Regions from separate parts of the Dromaius novaehollandiae genome. Here region 2 is linked to region 1. A link is a contact called in public Hi-C data. All regions are on one chromosome and are shown on one strand. The core of a region is the stretch at or near the end of the contact, and the rest is flanking DNA. Distances in the headings are between cores, read along the strand shown.

Region 1 (2,700 bases), core at 72-2,571:
CACCAAGGTCTCTTTTTTCCATAGCTGCCAATGCTAACCATCACCCAAGGTTGCTCTCAAGGCAAAGAGGAAGGAAATTTGCTTTCCAAGCTGCTGTCCAGCCGGTCATTTAGCCCTGGCACCCCACTGATGACACTGAAGAACGGCCGGCTCAAGTGGTTAAACGCCTGGTAATTTCCTTTCGGCCCTTCCCCTGGCGACTCCGGCGCAACGCCACAGCGCGATCTTATCGACGTGTGATCATTATTCACTGCTGACAACCAGAGATGCAGAGCTCCTAAGTGAGGGTGACAGATTTCAAACGTGTGGCTGCAGCGTACCGAGCCTTAGACATATTCTTCCTCAAACTTTGCCTAGCAAGCAAGTCAGCGGCTTAACCCTTTACAGGCCTTTCTGTCGCATGGGCACTGAGACCTCAGCCCGTGTGGGAGTGCTCATTTGAGAGCAATCACAACACACACAGTTGCTTGGCTGAGGACTTCTCATTACGTGCCAGTTTCTATTCTTGGTTATTTTCAATTGAAACAAATCAGAAGCATCAACTCTGGGGAGCAGTTGGAGAGCTGGATATTTCTCCTCGGTGGTTAGGGGCTGGAAAAATCCCCACAGCAAGGGAGATCTCTTGGGGACTTACCTGTGGTCCCTACTTTGTCAGAGTCTGGTATGCAAACTGTCATACACAGCACTCTAAAATCTCTCGCACATGCATACACAGAGCTTCTGCGCTTTCCTCAGCATGATGCAGCTGAAAGTACAGATCTGAAAGTGCTATTTCACTCAGACCTTCCGATTCAAGTCGTTTGCAGGTTATCAATAACAACAGAGAAAGGAGCAAGCCAGAAAGAAATGTATTGCCATGGGGAAAAAAAATGAAAGTCTTTTTCACAGATGCACTTTGTAGTCAAAGGAAATATTTACCACCAGCAAACTCCAGCATGTCAGAACATGTTTCCTCCGAAGCAGAAAAAAGTCTTAAAATGAGAAAGCAAGCATGTGCAATCCAAAGATGAAATGAAATGCACGAAACCTTTCCAAACTCAATACCACTGGCTTGGCGCCTGATGGAGAGACGACGCTGTCAGCACTTGTAACACGAAGATGTAGGCATTAGCGAACTCCGTTGGTTTTCTATTATTCATTTATAAATATTTTTTTCAGTAAATTATGCTGTTTCTGCTCCCTTCTCTGCCTCCATAAAGAGGGGGGACCTCTAATTGCAGCTGAATGACAGTCGGAGCCTGGATGTGGGATGGTCTGCAGGGAGTTCCTTCCAGAGCCCCAGCCTTGCAATGGTCACACAGCAGAAAGGACACAGAGGCAGGCTGGTGCGCACGAAGGGGATCTGATTTCTCTCTTCATTAAAGGTATAAGATAAGACCGGACAAAGACAGAGAAGAATCATGTAATAAGCAAATGGTCAGAAAACATTACTTGCTTCCCCCCCGACATTTCTAAGTTTCGAAAAGGCAGACAAACCTCCTCTGAGAAATACCTCCTCTCCCCCTTCCCCCCCCAAAGAGCCTTTATTCTTGTCCTGTTTATAATAACTGATGACATAAGTGGAGAGGGTGATTAGGCTTGATCGATTCAGGTTACACAGTCAGGACTACCGTTTCCACTGTCCCGCTTGCGTGCAAAGTGGCAACCTCGTAAACTGGAAGCCCCCGCAGCTGGCTGCGCGCGGAGCCCGCGGCGGGCGGAGGGACGGGCGGCTGCCTGCACGTCCTCGCGCTCGGCCAAGGGGGCAGCAGAGCCCAGCGCTCCGCTCCGCCGCCCGGCAGCGCCGCAGCCGCGCTGCCGCCTGCCCGAGGGCTGCTAGCACAACTGCCTGGCAAAACTTCCCCCATTTTCTCCCTCCACCACGTTGTGTTTAAGCTGCTCCCCCCCTTCAATTATTAATCTTGGCTATAGTCTGATTACTTGTAGTTTAAACATTTTTTCTCTACTATAAATGTGTGGAGCGTTTTTTTTAACAAACTGCTTTGCATGGTTGAAAGCCCGTAAACTGAAAGGAGAATATAGAAATATATTCTCTTTAAATTGTCTGTGATCATACAAGATGGCTAGCCTGGAGTGATGGTCCAGTGATCCATAATACAACCTCAATTATTGTAAGAGAATGTGAAATAGTATAACATTAAAAAAATCACAAAAATAAAAGCGACCTTTCATCACAAATGTCTTTTTTTCAGCTGTATTGTTAGAACGATATATGCAGCTTGCAAGAGACAGGGTAGAAGGAGCTAGAAGTATTTCTGTAACTGGAAGGCTGGTCTAAAGCATACTGAATAATTTCTATTTGTGTCAACAGACTTTGGATTAGGCCTTAAATTCACACAGTAGACAGAATGAAAAATTACAATATGAATTCTTCACCAAATTTTTGGTAAAATTGGGAAGGGAAGGGAAGGGAAGGGAAGGGAAGGGGAAGGATAGGGACAAGGAACTTTAGAAAATCTTGATCTTAGATTGATTTTGTCTAGCTTATTTCCTGGCTGTATTTAACGGACACAAAAGCATATGTGATGACAGACCAATAGTTTTTCAGTCATGATTATATTCTATTTTGAATTCTAGAAAAGATGAAGAGTTAAATGTGTTCTATGGCAACTTAAAACAAATGAATTACTTTGACTAGAACTACACTAGACTAGGGAAAAAACCCACACTCAACATATTTTCTCTGAGCTCTCACTTCTA
Region 2 (2,700 bases), core at 92-2,591, 320 kb after region 1:
TTTCATATCAGATCATGAGGCCTTGGATGAAAAATGAAACAGTTATTTCAGTACTCTGTGAGAGCTATTTTTTCTAATCTATAGATTTTAGGGCCAAAAAGGGCCTACAAGTCATCTAGTCTAAGTTCCTATATAATGCAGAGCATAGAATTTCAGCCATGAATTCTCCATACAATTTATTCTGCTCTGATCCTAATAAATAGTGTTTGACTAAAACACATGCTTTAGTTATGCTTAGAAGCTGTGAAAAACCGTATTGAACTTAACAGTCATAGCCACTGTCTTCAGTGTAAGATAAGTGTAAGGAATAATCAAGCTCCTCCATAACACCACATAGCTGAAACAGTAGGCACCATTAACCAAAACCCAGGCACATGTGAAATCTCAAATAGTGGTTGTACCACATGACCCAAGATGTTTGATGGAGCCTGCTGCAGAACACTTACCCTATTTAAATAAATAAAGCATTTAAAAGTTCACAGAAATGTACAGATAATGAACAAAAGTCACCAAACACAGCCAGGAAAACTCCTACAGTGTGACTGAGTGGTAAATAGATGAGAAAAGTTTTGCATAAAGTGATGTATAAAAGGGAATGAAGAAACTAGTCTGGCTGTTTTTTATCTTCACAGAATATTTTTTAATCATTCTTTGTAAGTGAACACCAATGCATGGAAGAAATACCTGATTCCTTTATGCATTTCTTCTTTTGCCAGAAGTAAACAATTTCTGGACATAAAGTAATGACTTGAGGGTGGAAAAAAAATTCCATACAGCTATATAGTCTTAATGCAAAAGTGTCAGCAATGGCTGATGCATACTCAAGTTTCACTGTGGAGTCACAGTAAACTGGAGTGCACATCTGAGCCAGGTACTTAGAAGTATCCTGAGTCCAATAATTCAGCCATTGTTACTAAAGGGAGTATTCACATAAAGGACATTAAATGAATTTCCAAGTACTTTCTTGCAATCTACTGTGCCATATTTTGTGGGGGTACTAGAAGCATTTTGTTTCACCCTTCAGTGGCGGGACTAGCTCAACAGATGGGCAATCAAACATAACTGCAGGTTAAAAAGGGAAAAGTCAATAAAGACAAATGCGTACAAAGGGCAAAGCTGTTAGCAGAAATTTATTGATGTCCTTCAGTGTCTTGTCCAAGCCTTGCTCTTTATTGCTCTGTTTCTGTCCTTACAGGAAGGAATCACTCAAGTCCACAAACCAAAAATAAATAGAGCAGCTACCACCCAAACCTCCCCGTTTTCCTCAATTCAACAGCTGCTTTCTGGAACATGTTGCTTTTGTCAAGTAAGGCTATGATTTAATTGCAAAGGCTTGCCTGTGAGTGAAGAAAGCTCAGCCACAGCCATCAGCAGTTCACTTCAACTTTCAGCAACCCAGACAGAGTTAAGCCTCTGGAATTGTTACCCCCTAAAGGAAGATAAAAACCCAGGGAAGGGAATTAGTGTGAACTTGCACCATTAAACAGACATGTGCACCACTGAGAAGGATGCCTGCTCTCTTATTGCTGCTGTTTAGTATTGCTCTGAGTAATGATACTAAAGAGCTAATCACTAAGACAAAGGAGAAAAAGAAACAAGAAAATAAAGAGGATTAATAAAAGTCAGGTAGGAAAAAGCATAAGTTTCCTGTAACAAGTAGTCCAGAAATATGTACATAAGAAAGAGTTTAAAACACATCAACCATAGAAATCACCCTTGCAAACCAATGTAATATGTGGGATTATTAGAGCTTTTTTTTCCTGCAGGCTGTGATAATTTGTATGATTCAGCTTTGATTTTCATTAAAATGAAGGGGAGAGATTTGTATTTTAACTACAATAAAGCATACATGCTGAAGGATTGCTACTGGGAATTTGCACTCAGTGGAGTAGCTCTCTCTTCAAACACAAGGTCTAGGCACTGAAATGTATGTTTCTTTAGTTCTCCTTGTATCTTGATACTAAAGCAAAAATTGAGAGGCATTTTCAAAGAAGCCTAAAGGGACTCAAACCTCATTGACTTTTCATATGATATTGGTATCAACAGCCTTGGTGTCTTTTGAAAATCTTCGCCTAGAAGACTAATGGAACTCAAAATGGCTTAAGGGCTTCACTTATTCATGCCTTGTTGCTATTGTCCCTTGTGTGATTATTTGTAAATAGGATTCTTCCATATGTCTTTTCCTCCGTATCCACTGGCGGTGAGGGGAGACAGGAAGGGAAAGGAACACAAACTTCCCCACTTGGTTTATGCAAGGAAATAGGGTCAATATTGTAAGCAGAGGAAAAATTTTCAAGCTGATTTACTGGACTGGATTTCCAGAAATATTTAAATATGAAGTAAAATCAATGCCTTATTCACTGCACAAATTGCAGATTATAATGACTGCCAAGTTTGAAATCTTGATGCCTTGTTCAATCTAAATGAACTTACTCACATATTCTGAAAAGAATATTCACTTTGTCTCTTTAATTTCCATGTGACTAAACCCTACTTGGCACGGTTTATTTATAATAATTAATATCATAAATAGAAGCAGATCATTAGGGAGACAAAAGGAATAATGATTTTATTGACAACTTGGGCAGAGTGAATATATGCATTTATTAATTCATTCCCTGGCCAAAATTTAATTTTCAGATTCATTTTATGGTCTGCTTTAAGACACCCTTTCCCCCCCTCCTCATGACTATGACATCT

The links. Hi-C and Micro-C count contacts between places; a contact is called where the count stands out from the background.
Region 2: a contact with region 1 is called in a Hi-C map of liver, with 5 times the contacts expected there. The contact joins the enhancer-like site here to the promoter of FLRT2 in region 1. A contact is called at or near these places in 3 of 4 Hi-C or Micro-C datasets (brain, liver and ovary).

The regions. Positions count from the first base shown.
Region 1 is chr5:22,176,753-22,179,452 of bDroNov1.hap1, forward strand. FLRT2 (fibronectin leucine rich transmembrane protein 2) reads right to left here and starts at 1,322. Exons shown (of 3, transcript XM_064512222.1): 1 at 1-1,322.
Region 2 is chr5:22,501,635-22,504,334 of bDroNov1.hap1, forward strand. No RefSeq gene overlaps it. Among named protein-coding and RNA genes, the nearest start is that of FLRT2, 320 kb to the left of the region's middle. Within about 2 kb of position 1,342, at least 1 of the 2 cell types and tissues checked has open chromatin away from gene starts, as enhancers often do.